2 separate regions of the Mus musculus genome follow, and region 1 is linked to region 2. The links are chromatin contacts, called in public HiChIP or PLAC-seq maps. All regions are on one chromosome and are shown on one strand. The core of a region is the stretch at or near the end of the contact, and the rest is flanking DNA. Distances in the headings are between cores, read along the strand shown.

Region 1 (4,215 bases), core at 720-3,219, 350 kb after region 2:
AAGGACGCCTTCTATCACTGAGAGATGCCAGTAGGGACAGCCTTGCTCCCGGATGGGCCGCACCTATGCAGAATTCACAATGAACGCAGTGGAGAAGAGGTTGTACAAGGAGCCTTGAGACATCTCCCATCTAACGTTCCGGGCCTGCCTCTCAAGTCTGTTCGTAACTTCAGAAAGCTCTCAGGCCCCCAAACTCAACGGATCAACGTCAAAACAAATTAAACACAGGAGGCCTCTTGTAAACTATGCCTCTGCCCAGGATGAGCCTGGCTTTTCTTTCCATTATGTAAATTCCATTAACAAAAACTTCTAAAAGGAGAAGCCGTGGGGAGGATTATTAAAGATGAATGATGCTTTCAAAGGCAGGTCAAGGTCTAAATCCCTAAAGCAGGATCTTCTCCACTATGGCCCTCACGGAAGACTCCTAGGAACGTTCCCTTTGGGGGCTTCTCTGAGTTCCTGTTGACTTCAGTGATTAATGGCTTGCCCTTTGAAAAAAGCAACAAAATAAGAAAAACAATAAAACCTCACTACGGAGATAGAGTAGGATCCAGCTGAAGGAGCGCTGCCTCTAATGTAACTCGAACATAAGTAGGAACTAGCTAAGCTTGTCAGCAACTAGAGAGGAAAAGGCTGTACGTCTAATATAAGCTGAGATTAGGTTTGGTGAGAATATATTTCTGTTAATTTGTTGACTAAGATTGCTCCTAATTAGGTCCTGTTCCCAGGACTAAAGAAGGCATCCCTGGCTCACAGCGCATCCGGCTCATTCCCATATAAAAGAACATGCCTTTAGCAGGCCATTCCCAGGGAGCAGCAGGGTCCCAGCCATGGTCCTGTGCTGCTTTGTGTTTATCAGGGAAAGACCTAATTCTGACAGGCAGAGATGCAGGCAGGCAGGCAGGCAGGCGGTCCTGACCCTGGGTAAGAACTACCAGAAAAGAACAATACCGGTTCACTTCAAAAGTAATCGTGACAGTATCTTTGCTGTGTAAATCTTCTACTTGTTGGAACAGCCAGACTCGAAGTCTTTTGTCTCCGCTTAACAGTTTAAAGTCAGGACCTAAAAGAGACTCAAAGAGGATAGCCTGTGTGGAACATTGAGTATTTATAGAAACTGCTAACATTGTCTGTTCATGGCTACTTTCCCTAGGAGGTTAGGCAGAAACAGGCCAGCCTTATTAAAGAGCCATTTCCCTCATCCCCTGGCTGTTCGGAGTGATTCTCATGTGTGTGTGTGTGTGTGTGTGTGTGTGTGTGTGTGTGTGTGGTGGGGTGGGAGAGGGGGTTCTTAACCGACCATCCCCTGTGTGCTTCAGTAGCTGACACTCACGCACCATCTAACGTGTTACCGTGGAGCACATTGTTCATTGTCCCAAGGCACAGTTGGGCCTTGTGTTGTACAGGAGATAAGTTCGGGGCTTTGAGCCATCATTTGTGATTACACGAAGTTCAGAGTTGCCTGACTGGCATTTCTGGAATTGTTGAAGACGAGATTCTTAGGAAGAGTTTGAAAGCCTAAGCATTTTGAGGCAAAATTGCATAATGAGAGAGAGAGAAAAAAAGGACCCACCTATCCTTGCCTTTGTGATTTAAAAACAAACAAAAGACAACAAATAAAAACAAAAAATTGGGCTTGCTGAACATGAAGCCTGCAAGTCACCTGCAGTTTTTTATGGGAGTGACCAAGTTAAGAACAAACACTTCAAGAACAGTGCTATCCACCAAGCATGGTGCTTTCAAATTATCTAAGAATTTGAGAGAGGAGAGTCTCTGCTTTGTAAAGTGTATAATATAGCCTGCCTACGGCAAAGGATGTACTCTATAAATTTATAAAAACAACAGCTCATGAATAAACAATGGACTTAATGCAAGTGCCTCAGGCTAGAGAGTGGATTCCGAGCCAGCCCCACCCTACCCACTCCTCCGCACACTGCAGGAGCAGCCACTTCTGTGCAAAGTCCAGTGTCCTTCAGCTAGAACTTGAAGGGCATTGTGTTTCCCTGGCCTCCGAGGCAAGGGTGTGGTGAAATCTAGTGAGGAGGAGGAAGACACAGGCACTGTTGTCCTGAAGTAACAAAGCAGAACAATAACAGATGTGACTTCTGGGACCCTGCTTTAGTCCCACGGTCAGGTTTAATGGCAGTGTTGACAGGTAGCTGGCTGTCCCTGTGTGTTTAGAGCTCAAAGATACCTCAAGTCAGGGGGACTCAACTGGCTTCCAGGTCTAAGATTTCACAAAAACCGAGTCCTGACTTCTGCTCACTGCTTCCCAGAGCATTGGTCCCACATGCATTTTGAGCCACTGGGAAGGATACTGAAAGTGGAGGGGGCTGGGTCCTTACACAGAGAACTGCTTCCCTTGGTGGACAGCTGCTTCTAGTGCCTTCTCAGGGAAAAGAGAGAAAGGTGATAGGTTAGTTCTTTGCCGCTGGTGAAATGAGCCAATTCAAACCAGATTAGATTAGATCATATTAAAGGCAGGTTTATTGGGAATTGAGGCCAGAGGAGTTGCCATTGGGAGGGATGGGGGACAGAGAAAGAGAGAAAGGGTATGAGCATAGAGAGAAGAGAGAGAGAGGAAAGGAATAGAGACCAACATGTCTGGATTATTATATAGGGAGGAGCCTCTGGGGTGGAAAGTTCAGGGTTGGGGGCAGGGTGTACCAGGTAGGAACTGAGGAATGCTGGGAGAACCTGGAGGCCTAGTCTGCTTTGGTATGTAAGTTATGCACTTCAGTCTCTTGTTCCAGGTCCTGAAACCAAAGGAAGGAAGGAAGGAAGGAAGGAAGGAAGGAAGGAAGGAAGGAAGGAAGGGAGGGAGGGAGGGAGGGAGGGAGGGAGGGAGGGAGGGAGGATCCAAAAGATATCAGTACTCATCCAGGTGTTAGATTAGAGCTAGATTGCTCAGTGAAGTTTTCTAACTTATTCATTCACTTCAAAAAAAATTGTTCACTAGGCAATTTGAGGTGACATTTCTGCTATAACTTTTTTGTTTGTTTTATTTTCCTGAGTTGAGGATAGAACCTCATGGATACTCATGGGTACTCATGGGTGTCATGGGTACTAAGTGAAGACTCTACTAACAGGTCACATCTCAGCCCTCCATCTTTCTTAAGGTGTGCTAACAAGTTGATTCTAATTCATCTTCATACTGAGATGAAATGTGCTAGCCAGCAGATCCCCAAAGCCCTCACCAAAGAAATCAAGATGTCCCAAGACTCGATCCCATGACTTAGGATCCTATCTATGGCTTAAGTCACAGTGGCTGGGTGTCACAGGTGACCTAGAGTCTGTCAGACCAGCACCCAGCAAGTGGCTCAGGAGATGACTTTGTCAACTTCATGGTGATCTGGCAAGCTGTTTGTTAAATTAAATGTAACTATTATTGCAAATAAACTGATGCAAACTTATAGTTAATTAGATTTTACTGAAAGTCAATGTAACTACTCCAAATCCATCTCTTAAGTATTTTAATGCAGTCATGCTTGGCTTCAAGGCTGTTTACAACTATGTTAGCTGCATAATGGAATTTCTGTGTCTCAACATGGAGCACACCCTTCTCCTATCTTTTCTTGTAAAAAATGTATTGTATTGTATTGTATTGTATTGTATTGTATTGTATTGTATTGTATTGTATTGTATTGTACTGTATTGCTTTGTATTGCTTTGTATTGTAATGTATTGTATTGTACTGTATTGTATCGATTATGGGCCTGTGTGTGGGTTTGGCCACATGAGTGCAGTGCCCAGAGAGATCAGAGCTGGATTTACAGTCAGTTGTCAGCTGCCCTCCATTGGTACTGGGATCCAAACTAGGGTCCTCTGCAAGAGCTGCAAGGGCAGTGTGCATGCTCTTAATTACTAAGCCATATCCACAGCCCAGTGATTTAGCCCAGACTGACTTCAAAGTGGAAATCTCCTGGCCTCTACCCTACTGGCACGAGCTACTATAACCATCACTGTCCTTTTGTCTTTGCATTTGATGTTCTTAGTGAACAATATCAGCACTACAAGAGTCAGCTAAGGCTGTAAACCAAAGCTACTCCACCATCACCACCACCCAAAATCTGGTTGCCAAGACACTTACTAGCACACAGCTGTCCCCATTCTTCCTCCAGACAATCACAGCACGGGCTTTGTATTCTGCATTCTGGAGCCACGTCTCCACACTCAGATACTGAACTCCCTCCTGGTACCAGTTCCTACGTAGGA
Region 2 (4,166 bases), core at 1,421-3,920:
AGTTGGGTGCCGCAGGACTTCAAGTGACTCCAGGGTGCACAGGAGTGTGAGACACAAGGGTCCAGCTTGCTCTGGGATGGGCAGCAACAGGGGAGTACCTCACAGAACGCCTTCCACAGAGCACCAGCTCCTTACACACAGCTTCAACAAGGGTGTGTTGTTTTACTGTTTTGAGACAAGGTCTTGTGTGGTCTACACTCTTCAAACTCCGTAGTTGCTGAGAATAACATTTAGCTTCTGATCCTCTGGCCCTGGAGATCTGGAACTGTGGTGTATACAGCCAATGGCTAGCCATGGCCAATGCCTAGCCATGGTCAAGGGCTTTTAGTAGATCTTCCATAGGTTAAAGACGTCACATAGTTAATTATCTTTGGGCAGTGGGGGTAGGGGAAACCTGACTTTTTAAGTCTGATTTTTCCCTCTTCCCATAGCCATTGACCACCTGCCTTTTTCTAGGGGTGAGGCCTTGTGAAATCTGCCCCATCTACACCAGCGAGTCACCTGGTAGTACTGGTAAGGGTATCTCTTTCAGGCAACCATACTATTGACAGTTCATGGGTAAACTTTCCCTGTCACCTCTAGGGGGCACTATCTAGCAGCACGTATCTGGTCCTCTGGCTCTTAAAATCTTTTTGTACTGGCTGACTGGCCAGGTGGTAGTGGCCTATGCCTTTAATGTCAGCATTCGGAAGGCAAAGGCAGGTGGATCTCTGTGCGTTTAAAGCCAGCCTGGTCTACAGAGTGAGTTCCAGGATATCCAAGACTGCACAGAGAAAGCCTGTCTTGTAAAACCAAAAACCAAAATAAACAACAACAACAAAATACAAAACACACCCCCACCCCGAAATCCTTCTGTAACTTCTTTGCAATTTTGAAAACACACTAAATGGACTCAATAGGTTGTATATGTATGCATATAAACACACACACACACACACACACACACACACATATATATATATGTAGCTATAATAATGAAAGAGGTCATGAATGTGGGGAGGAGGAGATAGATTTGGAAGGGGGAGAGGTGGGCAGGAGGATGCAGATGCAGTGCTCTTGTGTGACATTGTCCAGAAGGAATAAAGAAGTAAGCCTTGCGTTGCCTGCACTGTACAGTTTCTAGGAGAATTAACAAAGCGACACAAACTGGAAGTTACTAAGAGAGAGAGAGCCTGCAGCGACTCCTGTATTAACTTATCAGAGGCTCCCTCGGACCATATAGGACAAGGTTTCGGGGGGTGCCTTGGGAGGTGCTTACCTGCAGTTAGACTCTAGAAAGTAGACCACAAGGTCACCTCAAGGACCCAGGCTGACTTCTGGATTCAGAGGAAATATATTCTTGTTATCGCACCTTTAAAATTCAGAACACACTGTTGGAAGAACAACACAGACAGCGAGCTAGAAATACGATCGTTAGAACCACTATTTGCATACGTGTGGGTTATCCAAGATGCTGTGGGCTATTCCGAAACCCAAACTACAAGAAGTAAAGCTGGCACTTTTAATGGCATCCTGCTCTCACTCAGAACTGAATCTGGGCTTAGCCGATGAGCTAAGATCTCCTTCCCCGGGCTTGAAATTTGTGCCTGTTTTTTTTTTTGAATGAGTAAAGCGATCTTGAATGGCTTTTACCTTTGCCAATTTATATGCCTAGAGACTCTGAGACCAGTTTCTTTTGTGTTAGACTTTTCTTCGGGATTTAAAAAAACAACAACAGAAAAAGGCCCCAAATAAATGTCTTACAATTATGATCGGCTCAATCACATGTCGCCATGGAGACCTGCTTGGTTACAAACTCCTCATGTGTTGCTTCTAATCCTGCTCAAGTTTCAGCCACTCCAGGGCTATTCTGACTCTAATGAGGGATAATTCATCAATTTTTAAATAGCTTCAGTTTTTCCACAAGCTATAGTGATTCAAGGAGCGCCAGGCAAATACAGCAAAACAGGAGGGAGTGATATTCACAAGCGCGAGACACAAGTCTCAGAGAGTTGCATGCTTTTGTTTTATCCGGGATGGAAATTTGTCGTAACAGCTTGAGGCAAGAAACTCACTCACTTATTTATTTATTTATTTATTTATTTACTTGTTTATTTATTTATTTATTTATTTGGTAGAAAGAGTTCTCTTCAAGCTTAAGGTATTTACTGGGAAGCAGGCAAATTTTATGCTCATTGTTGGTAATTTGTTTGTTTGTTTTTTGTTTTGTTTTGTTTTCCTGAAGGGGAAAGCACAGAGAGTTTAGTGTTTGTCAAAAAGTCTCTGATAGGCTGGCTTTACATTTGAGGGAGAAAAACAGTAACCAAGGCCAGATCAAGTCAGATGAATTGAACAAAATATTTCAAGGAGAAAGTCTTTGTATGAAGTGAGGATAAACTGAGGCGGGGGCGGGGTGTGCCTTTGTGCCTTAAGCTTATGTCCACACTGGGTGTAAAGACGGAGACTCTCTTTCCTTAAGCTTCTCCACCAACCTGTGGGGTAGTTCTGGTTAGTTTTTTTGTTGATTTTGTTTCACTTTGCTTTTTTAATCAATTTGACACAAGCTAGCGTTATCTAGGAAAAGAAACCTCAATTGAGAAAACTCCTCGACCAGACTGCCTGTTACTGGGCAAGTCTGTAGTGTGTTTTCACGATTGGTGGTTGATGGGGGAGGGCCCAGCTCATTGTGAGCGCTGTCACCTCTAGGCTGGTGGCTCTTGCTTATAAGAAAACAGGCTGAACAAGCCCTAAAGAGCAAGCCAGTACTACTTCACCGCCTCTGCTTCAGGAACCTCTGGCTTCCTGCCTTGAGTCCCTGTCCTGATCTCCCGTAAACTGTATTTGGCTAAGACTGTTTTTTTTTTTTAATCTTAGTAAACAACTAAGAGAAAAGCCTTAAGCAGTAGGCGTTGACTTTATAATGTTAATTAGTGTTGAATAGGTAACTTTTTAGTTGAATTTTAAGTAGGGCGTTGGAACCCTGGCTAAGTTTGACTGAACAAATTTGAAATACACTTTATTAAGAATAACACTGAGTTGATATTCTTCTGCATTTTTGGATGACAGGCGGGAAACAGGGAGAAGGGGGTAAGGACTGGCTCTGTAGTATGAGGCCAATTGGCTTTTTTAGGGTGGGAGGCTGTGAAGGGCTTGCCCTTCTAACAGTACGGTCTCCAACCTCTCCTCAGCTGAAAGATAAGTGAACCCTTTTCTCCCCCAGTGCTTTTGGATGTTGTGTTTCTCACAGCAAGAGAAAGTAAACTGAGGAAGGAGCTCTTCAAGGCCAGGGAAAATCTCTTTCAAGTGTACCATATAGAGCTGGTGAGATGGCTCAGTGGGTAAGAGCACTGACTGCTCTTCCAAAGGTCATGAGTTCAAATCCCAGCAACCACATAGTGGCTCACAACCACCCGTAATGAGACTGACGCCCTCTTCTGGTGTGTCTGAAGTCAGCTACAGTGTACTTATAATAATAAATACATTTTTTAAAAAAGTGTATCATGTACTTTGGTCACATTCACTTATTGTATTCTCCTCTGTCTCTGTCTCCCCTTTCTCTCCCCAACCAGCCTGTTCCTTTTTCCAGTATTGAGGCAAAGGCTTTTATGTATTTATGGAAATAGTCTAGGCTTTACAAATTAGGCAAATTTGGCCTGTCTCACTTAATATCATGATCTCCAGTGGTGTCCATTTTCTAACAAATGACATAATTGTGTTCTTCTATAGTGACAGAATAGAATTCCATGGTTCACATAAAACACATTTTCTTTACCCATTTATCCACTGAGAAATGCTGTAATAGGCTGCAATAACTTGGCTGTTGTAAATGGTACTGTGTCTGTGAATACATTAGTATTTATTTTATTATTCTTTCCATTTTCACTATGTTCGATCATCTTCACATAAATAAGAGGTCTTAGGAATGAGTAAGGTTCCGTGTTCTCAGTCCAAACATCTGAAAGAAGCCATGACACAGCAAAAGAACTTTTGAAGTAAAATTAGACAACATTCACTCAATGCCTATTTGTAAATGTATTATCTGTGTGCTTACTATTAGATGTAAACATGCAGACTGTGTCTCCTTTTTTGAAGATTTATGTATGAGTGGTGTATGTGTGTGTGTGTGTGTGCACGCGTGTGTGTGCTCATGAGTGAGCATACACACCTACAGAGGACAGAAAAATGAA

The links. HiChIP or PLAC-seq counts read pairs in DNA pulled down with a chosen protein or histone mark.
Region 1: a contact with region 2 is called in an H3K27ac HiChIP or PLAC-seq map of extraembryonic endoderm stem cells, with 6 times the contacts expected there. The contact joins two enhancer-like sites.

The regions. Positions count from the first base shown.
Region 1 is chr1:88,798,677-88,802,891 of GRCm38.p6, forward strand. No RefSeq gene overlaps it. Among named protein-coding and RNA genes, the nearest start is that of Platr5, 46 kb to the left of the region's middle. Within about 2 kb of position 1,970, at least 28 of the 459 cell types and tissues checked have an H3K27ac peak or open chromatin away from gene starts, as enhancers often do. A contact at or near this core is called in extraembryonic endoderm stem cells, where this site is marked.
Region 2 is chr1:88,445,016-88,449,181 of GRCm38.p6, forward strand. Gm29538 (predicted gene 29538) reads right to left here. Exons shown (of 3, transcript NR_166084.1): 2 at 1,259-1,370. Among named protein-coding and RNA genes, the nearest start is that of Gm28888, 13 kb to the right of the region's middle. Within about 2 kb of position 2,671, at least 32 of the 459 cell types and tissues checked have an H3K27ac peak or open chromatin away from gene starts, as enhancers often do. A contact at or near this core is called in extraembryonic endoderm stem cells, where this site is marked.